Linked DNA regions of Drosophila melanogaster: region 1 is linked to region 2. Evidence: chromatin contacts called from public Hi-C data. All regions are on one chromosome and are shown on one strand. The core of a region is the stretch at or near the end of the contact, and the rest is flanking DNA. Distances in the headings are between cores, read along the strand shown.

Region 1 (5,322 bases), core at 746-3,245, 5.2 Mb before region 2:
ATGCTGGATATCTCATAGGTGGCAATAATAGTATTGCTCTCGGCATCGTGGAGGCTGTAATAGCAGCATGATGACGCTCAGTGAGTAATTCAAGGGGCAGTAAAAACTTTACTCACACAACCAGGCCTTCTGAGCAATTGGGTATGCTCACAGTGATCTTCAGGCCCACCGACTTTGAGCCACTATTTAGCTCGCCCATGATGCGATAAACCTCCGTCTCGGATTTTGGGGCATTAATGTTGGCTGCGCCCAGGTAGGTGACTCCGGAAAATATGGTGCAGCCCTGATCGATTTCAGAAACTGAAAGTGAAAAACACATGGTCAATTAAATTTCAATAATTACACTAAACATAGATTTCAGCTTTAGGAGCCTAGGAACACAATATAGAACAAATAATAAAGAACTCTGTGAGTATATAGGCTTTCGTAAAATGAACAGAATTTATAGGCAAATGTACCCCTTAATTTTTGGGATTTTAACTAACTTAAGAGATCTACTCACCCTCCTCGTCGGTGGTGTCGCCCTTCTCCGGCTTCATGGCATCCTGTTTTTCCTCCACGCAGGCGGGGCTAGCGTCTATGCAGTCATAGAACACTGAATGACCCACTCTGTTTGAGCTGGATGCATCGTCGAGGGTCTCCTCGCTTTTGGGCGTGAACAAGGTGCAGGGGAAACGCATCTCGGGATCGACAGATCCCCCGCCGGAGCCCGTGAGCGGTAGGGTCAGGGACTTTTGCTGATGACTCGGGAGACGTTGCGCTGACTTCTCCCCACTGGCAGCTGCAAATATGTTAATTGTCAATTACGCGACGAGCAATAACAAATGCCGAATTATGCGGAATTTTGTTTAAGGAAAGTATTATTATTCGGTTTGTTTGTCGTTGTTTCCATGACAGCGTAGCACTACGGCTCTGCGCCGATAAGATTGCAGCTGGTTAGGCTTAGCAATCGTTTGATGTTTCCAATAGTGGAGCGACCGCGACGTTGTGTGCACAGCTGGCGTTGGGCAACGACTGAGTTTACTTTAGGCTACCCAGGGCAACCCAATTCACCCTCTCAGTTGTGTTTCTTTACTCACCTACGCCGCGTTCCAACTCCAGATCTTTGAGGGCGTCCGTCATCTCGTGCTGCATGTCGCTTAGGTTGCGATTGTGGGCCATGTCCAGAGTGGGCGAGCGATCTCCCCCAGCCTCGGGGGAGGACAGAGCCAGAGCACTCAGCGAAGTGGGCGGTTTGCCACCCACTTCAGGCTGAGTTCCCTCCTGGTTGACAACCTGCTTCACCTGCTCCATGGGACTGGCCACATTGCTGTCGGTAACTATTTCGTACTCCCCGCTGGTTGTTATCGAGGATTCCGAGGACTTGGTGCTCAGATTATCATCCATTCCGAACACTCAAGGTTGCCTCAGTTCCAGGCACTCCCAAATGGGTTACTCTTTGTTGTGTGTGTGATATATTCGGACTTTCTTTATTCTTAAGCCCTACGAATTGCGCATTTTCAGGGCAGGTAAACAAATCAATTTCTGTTCCAAGGCCACGCACTCGTACTCGCACTCGCTTTTAATAGATTTCGTTTTCAATTTGTCCAATTTTCAGCGGAGTCGCATTGTTTGGCTTGGTTCCGCCGTAAATCGATGACGAATCGGTACGGTTTGCTTGGCGTTTTGGGGGCGTACACACACGCGCATGTATGTCACACAGTGCCCAATTCGCGTGGGAACTGGAGGGGTTGGGCCTTCAAGGGGGTGGTGGACGGTGGGGTCGGCGGGGTCAACAGTTTGTCTCTGTAGCCTCTGCGCTTGGATTCCTATGGATTTTTTTGTTATTTTAGTGCGTGCAGCTGCTTTGAGCTTACACTTTGGTTTTTATATTATAGCCTACACTCCGCAGAACTGTAGTACATTGTTTTGACCCTTTATTGTTGTGTTTTTATCGGGTTTTTAGCAATTTTCTTGCAATTTTCCGTCTGTTTTGTTTACATATTTTTTTGCTAGTGATGACCTGCAGTAGGTCGATTCCTATCGAAAGGAAACAGCTGCTTTAACGTTATTCAATACTTCTTTTGAAAGTGTTAATAAGTGTACCTATCGACTTAATCGACTAGTTATTTTCTTTTCTATGCATATTGCCATATGCTTATATGGCAATCTAAATAATCCAATAGCATTACAAAGTTGTCTTTGACTGAAATGACTTGTCTTGAATAAATTTAAATAAATATAAATAAATTTTTAAATTGTAATTCAAAGAACCAAATCTATAAAGGTATGTGATGTATGGAAAATATTGAGAACATATTAAACATATAGTACATATCGAAAAAGTGTCATCGCCGTGACATAATACCCCGCCAGTGTTGCCAAATACTCTGCTACACAACACTACCGCGCGTGCTGGAAAAAAACGTGCGCGTTTATTCGTTGCATTTTGTTAAGATAATTCCTTAAGTCCGGGTACTTCTGACTCCGATTCCGACTCCCAAAAGATGTGGCCGCGATTTGGCATTAAGATTGGCAACAGCACGCTTTGCATCGCCCATGTGCGCGCGGATGGCAAGGCGGAGGTGATCGCCAACAAACAGGGCGACCGAGTGTCCCAAGCGTGCCTTCTCTGGGACGGAGCCTCGGAGATCGAATGTGGCCTCACGGCCAAGCAGAAGATGGCCAACCGTCCGCGCCAGGCGGTGGCGCACAGCTTTCAGTTGCTTCAGCCCAAGGAAGAGCTCACGGAGGAGAAACTGTCCAGTGCGCTGCGTGAAATACCCTGCGACTTTGACAAGGAGGAGCTGGTGTTCCGGATGGAGCACACTGTACCCTCCGACAGGGAGGACCAAGACGATAGAGTTGTGACCAAGGACCTCAGCGCCTATCAGGTGACGGTGGAGCTGCTGCGCGCTGAGCTGGAGCTGGCCCATCAATATCACACGGACGGGGAGCAGGCGCCCATTGCCGTGCTATCCATACCCAGCTACTATCCCGCCTCGGCCTACAAACTGCTAGCAGATGCCGCTCAAACCGCTGGCTTCCATGTGGCCCAGATTATAACCGAACCCACGGCCGCCGTTCTAGGCTATAGCATCGGCGAGGAGCAGACGGAACAGCGCCGCCATGTGCTGACAATCAAATGCGGTGGCTTATATAGCGACATCGCATTCTACTCCGTCCAAAATGGCCTGTTCGTTCAGCTGGCCACTTTCGGACCCTTCCCCATCGGTGGCCGGCAATTCACCGAGGCCTTGGTGCAGTTTATTTGCGAGGAGTTCCGTCGCAAGTACAAGCTAGATCCGCATGAGTCTCGCCGCTCAGTGGCCAAAATACGCACTGCCGCCGCCAATTGCAAACACATCCTGACCACGATGCCTTCCACGCAACTTTATATCGACTCCCTGATGGACGGCGTTGATTACAATGCCCAGATGTCGCGTGCTCGCTTCGAGAGCCTCATACAGCCAGTGATCAATAACCTCATCCAGCAGCTAGGCGAGTGTGTGGAGCAGGCGCAAAAGGAGCATCCCGGGTTGAGTAAAATAGATGACATCGTTCTACTAGGCGCCACAATGCAAATCCCCAAGCTTCAGGCGGCAGTGGGAGCCCGCTTCCCGGATGCCAAGCTCCACAACAGCCATTCGGCGGACGAGGTTGTGGCCATCGGCTGCGCGCGCCAAGCTGTGTGCCTGATTGACCCCCTCGAACAGCAGCTTCACAAGGAGGAGGATTGCGTGGTGGCTGAGGATGACCTCTTCATTTGGCACGGTAATGACGAATCCAACGCCAAATTGGTCCTGGGCAGGGGGAGCGTTCTGCCTGCCAAAATACGGATATCACTGCCCCAATCAGAGGAGGGAAAGGGTGACGACGTAAGCAAAGCAGCTGCTTCGTTTAAGCTGCGCACCGGGGAGAGCGAGATCCTGGCCCGTCTGCCCGACAGCACGATACCGGAGGATGGGCTTTACCAGCTAGAGGTTGAGGTAGATGTGGACGATAAGGACGGCAACGTGGTGCCGCTGGTGCGACTGCGCTGCATGTGAGAGCCGGATTGTGAACCGGAACCGGTGCGATGTCGCCTAGACTATTTATTGTTGCTAGCCTAATGATTACAATACAAAAACTTAATAAAGATAAATACGCAAGCGGCAAACGAGAAAGTGTATGCATACTGAAATATTCATTAACCTTTTATTTTCTTATGTTAGTTTGTAAAATTAGAATCAAAACTGCAAGCTGGCAGATTTCTGGCTGCGCTCCAGTTTTCGCAGGAACTCCTCGAAAACCACGACACCCTTGAACATGCTAGTCTTCTTGTGATCCTTGATGCGGCTCTTATCCTCCGGCGCCTCCATGTAGCTCTTGCTCTTATCATCGAAAGCGTTGATCTCGTGAAGCAACTGGGTGATCGTCGGCACTGTGGTGGGATCAAACTTGGCCACAGCACTCACACTAAACGGAACGCACACTTTTCCAGTGGCTGGATGAATGCAAAACGGTGCCTTTAGCAAATGATTGAATCCCCTAGTGACATTGATGTCCAAACGAGGATAGAGCAGTCCAAGCTGGATTTCGGCTACAATGTTCTTCAGCTTGCGACTCCAGGCACTTGTCGTGGATGTTCTCATAGAGTTGGCGTACTTAATGAAGCTCTCCCAAACGAGTCGCGAGTGTGCTCCATCCTCCAAATTCTTTTGCATATAAGATTCTAGTTCGCCACGCGCAGCGTCATCGTGGACCATGTTAAGAAGTTTGGTAACTCCCTTGGGAGTTCCAAAAAGATTCTGATCCTCTAGTACAATCTCCTCGAACATGGGCTCCACTATCTTTAAGGCTCTCTTTAGGCTATGATGCGGTCGGTCTCCCATTGAACATCTGGGTGAATTGCCGCCCGCGAAACTGGCATAGGTAATAATGTTAAGGTATTCCGCCACAGCATAGCGACCACGTCCGTCCAAGTGACGGGCTTGGTAGTCGCAAACCCAGCAATGGATACCTCGTCTACCTGAGAAAATCCAGATTATGTGCTCGAAACCGAAATCCTCGCGCAAAGCGACATCCAAAACCCTGGCAGCCAGCACCATAAACTTCCAGCATTTCAGGCATACCCCTGCTCCAGAGCAACAGGTACGCACCTCGTCGTAATCCGTCATATCTATATCAAAAACGAGTTCACGTTGTACGGGCGTTAAGCCGCCAGGAATTGAACGATGGTTTTTGGGTTTGGAATGCATTACTGGTCCTATGTCAATCTTAATAGGATTCCTCGAGCAGATCTCCTTTTCCAATTCAGCTTGGGTATCAAAGCAGAGGTAACGTATGTAGATATCGTCCTGC
Region 2 (5,116 bases), core at 893-3,392:
TTAGCATATCGTCTCCGTAATTGGCCTTCAATTCCTTCTTGACCTTTTTATTCTGGCTCGTCGTGCGTCGCTGCAGGTGTCTCCAGAGCGTGCTCTTGGGGATCTCGAAGAGGTTGGCCGCGTGGTTTTGGGACATTCCCTCATTCAGGCAGGCATGCACCGCCTTGGCTAATTTGTCGCGCAGCTCATCCTTGGGCGTATTGTCGCGCTTTCGGCAGGACACGAAGTTGGGCAGGCGTCCCTGGGCGGACAGACGAACCTTGTGTCTGTGCAACGTGGACATGGGGATTTGCAACTCACTGCTGATGCTCTTTAAAGAATGTCCATTCTTCAGTCGCTCGTAGGCCTCTTGCAGGGATGGTCGTTCCCGATTGTTTCGCATGTAGGCGGGATTAGTGCGCACGCGTCTCCAGAGGACTGTCTTGGAGATATCAAACCGGTCGGCGGCCTTTTGTAGGCTTAAGCCCTCGATGATAACCGCGTCGGCCGCCAGATCCAAAGCATCGTTGATATCGTCTTTTACCTCACGTTTCAGAGCTGCGAACTGCTGGATTCGCGTTGGCTTGCAATCGGACAATCGTTTGACAGCCTTCGCACTTATGGGGCGACGGATTCGCGTCTTTCCCCCGCCCAACTTGCGGGGCTTATCGTCTATTTCCTCGTCCACAAGTTGGTCGTGCACGTCGTCATCGTCGTCCATTTCAGTACCAGCTTCTAGTTCCATAAGAGGATCGGCTTGCGCGAACTCCTCGTCGATCATTTGTGATTCGTGCTCCTCAGAATCCTCAGCAAGGTCCGCATCCACGTCATCATCGCCCAGGTCCACTTCAGCGCCACTGGTACCCGTTTCATCTGCCTCAATTTTGGACAAACTCGATGCTGACTGCGTTATGGTGAAAGTGCCCGTGTTCTCGGTGAGTATAAATTGGTTGCCGCTGGAACTTCCGTCCATGTGCTCGATGGAGTAGGTGATCTTCGGCGGCTCGTAGACATCAATGTACTCCAATGACCGACTGGAATGGCTGGGCTGGTGTTGAGAACCCGCGAGTGTAGTGGCTGGGACGGAGACCATCGGATGTGGCTCTTCCTCGTCGTCCAGCAGCTCGGCCTCAGCGATTTGGAGTCCTGTAATGGACTTGGCCGACTCCACGGCTAACGAATGGTTCTCTACATCGACACTGGGTGGACTAGCCGATGGATTGCACTCAAAGCTGATGGCAGATTTGATGCCGAGGAGGTTAATGGCCTCCAGGAACTCGGGGAGCGACGCGGAGGGCAGGCTAGTCTCGCCCATGTAAATGAAGGACAGCATGCACTCCAGCAAATCTCCGCGGATGTCGGGCAGCATTATGGTTGCCTCCTGGCCGCGCGGAACGTCCACCAGGAGGTTGCGCATCAGTTCGCTGCAAGTGCTTAGCACGAATAGATGGGCGCGCACTCGAACGCCGTCCCTGGAGGCCAGCACCACCTCGCAGTGCTGATTATCATTACGCAGCGAGCGCTGGATGTCCATTATCGTGGATGAGTGGCCCATCCACTTAAGATGATTCTGCAAACGGCGACGATTGTAGATTTAAATTTCACTTATCCCGGGGATTTGGGAGGACGCGTTTCACTTACCATCTTGTTGTGTTTTGATTTCCAATTGATTTCCAAGAAGTTTTCAATTCTCGCAATTCCAAACGCAACGCGTTGTCACAGTTTTCAGCCAGGGTAGTCGAATGCACCTAAGATCTCGGTATTTCGGTATGTTTTCCATGAGATGTACTTCAAGGAACGTGTTGGTATTTTTAATGAAATAATAAATGAAGTAGTAGGGTACATTTCTTTTTTTTAAAAATCATTTAACCAAATATTCTAGAAAAGTTTTGTGGTTGGTAATGAAGAATAATTGTAAATGTTTTCCATCTGCTGTACTTCAAGGAACGTGTTGGTATTTTTAATTAAATAATAAATCAAGTAGTAGGGTATATTTATTTTTTATATAAATCATTTAAGCAAATATTCCAAAAAAATGTTGAGGTTTTTAATGAAGAATAATTCGGTGTTAACGTACACGAAATACAATAATGTATGTGCGGTATTTGTGTTGTACCGAAATTGTCAAAATACCGAAGTAGGGCTGTCGAGTAGATTAATTTGGCGCACTGACAACCCTAGGCTCCAACAACTATATTGACATTTTAGCATTACATAAATTGTCAAAAACGGAGCAAATTGTTGAATTTATATTGAACAGTTTGTAGAATGGCGGCCTTAATCAGGAATCTGGGTGCCCGTGCCGCAGTCGCCGCTCTGTCGGCCAAACATGGTTGGTAAATGCCTTGCCTCTAGAGCTTCAACTGATCTATTCTAACCCTTCAACAATCAGTGGTGCCCGCTGCTGGATCCACTGCTCTTCGGATGGCCAGTACAACGCCAGTGGAGCCTAAGAAGGCGGATAAGCGTAGGTAAAAGTCGACTTTATCGCGGTGTCAATTACATGTAAGACATTCCACCCACAGCCACTGTCCGCCAGCCGGACGCAGTCGCTCGCTCGCATCTCTCCGATTTCGGGCGCTATGTGGCCGAGTGCCTGCCCAAGTACGTGCAGAAGGTGCAGCTGACCGCCGGCGATGAGCTGGAGGTGCTTATTGCGCCAGAGGGCGTGGTGCCCGTGCTGCAGTTCCTTAAGGATCATCATCAGGCGCAGTTTACCAACCTGGTTGACATTGCCGGCGTGGATGTGCCCTGTCGCAAGAACCGATTCGAGGTGGTCTACAATTTGCTCTCGCTGCGCTACAATTCGCGCATCCGCGTTAAGACCTACACCGATGAGCTGACTCCTCTGGACTCCGCCTGCGAGGTGCATAAGGCGGCCAACTGGTACGAACGTGAGATCTGGGACATGTACGGCGTGTTCTTTGCCAACCATCCCGACTTGCGCCGCATCCTGACCGATTACGGTTTTGAGGGACATCCCCAGCGCCGCGACTTCCCGCTGTCCGGCTACGTAGAGCTGCGCTACGATGATGAGAAGAAGCGAGTCGTCTGCGAGCCCTTGGAGTTGGCCCAGGAGTTCAGGAAGTTTGACTTGTCGGCGCCTTGGGAACAGTTCCCCAACTTCCGCAACGCTAATCCCCCCGCCGAGGTAGTTCCGCCACAGGCTCCAGCCAAGAAGTAATCCGAAGTCGGTTTGTTAAATGGTAATTAGATCAATAAAACGTGATCACTATGAGATGTTTAAACATAATGGAAACGACGGTCTACTTAGCTATTTAGCTTTCTTGGCTCGTTCCTAAACTACTTCCACATGAAAACGCAATTCGTATCAAACCAGAGGGTCACAAGTATTTATTGATTTCCGTATTGTTTACATACATGGTAGTTTACACTGAGAATTAAACGAATTCGCCGGATCTAGCACATCCGAAAACCTCCTCGAGGGCCATGTGCATATACGTACATACATACATAGATATAAAACGTTAAGTAAAACAAGTGTGGGCCACTAGACAATTCGTGCGCCTGCGCAGCGGTGCCCGGCGAAAGTACAGGTGCAAGGACGTACTTAAGTTTAGGCCGGAGCGGATTGGGGTAGTGGTAGTGATAGTTGTACTTGGTGAAAACCTTATCGTAATTCGAGCTTCGAGCTGCACCGTCGTCAACGTTTTATTTTTGTTAGATTTTAGTTCGGTTTTTTTTTTGTACAAGAACATACACATATAGTACATAGATACACACACATAAACATATTATTACATTTAGCGATTTAAAAAAGTTTTCACCCCGCATTCCGACGGTGTTCCAAAAGATTTTCGTTACTTTACAATGGCAGCGTGCATCTGGGCACGGCTCAAAAAACAATTCTCTGGCGCCACCTGGCGCCCTCTCTCGCAGTCCATGTGCCCGGACTCCGGGCCGGATGCACAGTGGGACTGGGACAACAAATGAAAATTTGGGTGCAGTTCGTGAGCGCGCGTTTTTCGCGCTTCCTGCTGACAAAAAAACAAATTCGACAGACGGCCATGTGTGGACCATGTTCCAGAATGAAGGACGAGCAATGCGTGGCTTCTAGTCTGATGGAGGTCAACCTTTCGGCGGCCGTCCTGTCACAAATACAAATATGCGGGCTTGGTCACGGCAGCTCCAGATTATATCGATTCCGTCTTGGTATAATGACGAGCTGCACCCGCTCCACTGCTGCTACTGCCGGCAGAGGAGACGTACGGCGATGCCTTGCCACTGCTGCTGCTCCCCGATCCCGTCGTGCTGCTGCTCAGCTGATTATCGCCCGCTGCCGCTCCACTGGATGCAGCGGCCGCCTCGTTGTTCAGCCGCTCGTGATACTCCTGGAAACAGGGCACAATGCACAAATTCGTCTGGCACTCCGGGCAATGGTATTTCGTTTTGCGGCGCAAAATGCGTCCATGCCCGTCGATGGTGTTCCAACAGAAGTTGCAGCCCAGCGCCGGACCCGGTCGAATGACCGGACAATGACTAGAACGCGGATTCTCGAGAGTGATGATCTCCCGTTGGGTCTGCAACAAAGGTAAGTCAGTGTGAGTGATCTTTCGGTCGGGTACACATCCAACTCACCTGAGGTGAAGACACCGATCGCTGCAGTTCCTCGTTCTTGACACGCAGCGTGGGCAAATGCTCAAACGAACTGCTCATGGTGGCCTGGCCGGGATGCAGATGGGTGCCAGTGATGGAGCCCGAGGCAGACTTGGAAGTCCGCAGCCTCGAACCGCCTCCGTTGGCGGCCTCTGCTGGATTCTTCCCCGCCCGCTCCACGACTTGCGATCTGCTGATGGAGGGAGAGTGCGGAGACCTTCGCTCGTGTGCCACATCAGATCCAATGGAGAAAGTGGGCGACAACGGATGCCTACTGGCGCTGTTCTGTAGCCCCGCATTGGGTGAGGTAACCACAGACACGGCCGCCGACACTGTCGACGAGGAGCCGGGACTGGCATTAGTGGGCGTTGCCGCCGTTTCACTAGAAACCACTGGACAGGCCACTACGCGCGTGGGCACCAGGTATTGCGAGGAGCCGGCCGGCGGCGGAGACCCCGAGGCGTAGATGGACTCGGGCAGTGAGATGTGGTGCGGATGGTGAAGCGGCGCCGGAGTGACA

Evidence for each region. Hi-C and Micro-C count contacts between places; a contact is called where the count stands out from the background.
Region 1: a Hi-C map of the Kc167 cell line shows a contact between it and region 2, with 2.9 times the contacts expected there. A contact is called at or near these places in 2 of 107 Hi-C or Micro-C datasets (the Kc167 cell line and embryo).

The regions. Positions count from the first base shown.
Region 1 is chr3L:8,343,234-8,348,555 of dm6, reverse strand. GAPcenA (GTPase activating protein and centrosome-associated) reads right to left here and starts at 1,995. Exons shown (of 9, transcript NM_001104079.4): 1 at 1,080-1,995; 2 at 503-781; 3 at 117-300; 4 at 1-54. The coding sequence starts at 1,386. It overlaps CG7182, which reads left to right and starts at 2,174. Exons shown (of 1, transcript NM_001300050.1): 1 at 2,174-4,135. The coding sequence starts at 2,487. The coding sequence ends at 4,028. It overlaps Prim1 (DNA primase subunit 1), which reads right to left. Exons shown (of 3, transcript NM_079248.4): 3 at 4,152-5,322. The coding sequence ends at 4,209.
Region 2 is chr3L:3,156,604-3,161,719 of dm6, reverse strand. ND-30 (NADH dehydrogenase (ubiquinone) 30 kDa subunit) reads left to right here and starts at 2,142. Exons shown (of 3, transcript NM_139518.3): 1 at 2,142-2,311; 2 at 2,372-2,446; 3 at 2,505-3,235. The coding sequence starts at 2,248. The coding sequence ends at 3,163. It overlaps BtbVII (BTB-protein-VII), which reads right to left. Exons shown (of 7, transcript NM_139517.3): 6 at 4,579-5,116; 7 at 3,312-4,520. The coding sequence ends at 4,134. It overlaps CG15812, which reads right to left and starts at 1,729. Exons shown (of 2, transcript NM_079173.5): 1 at 1,621-1,729; 2 at 1-1,549. The coding sequence starts at 1,623.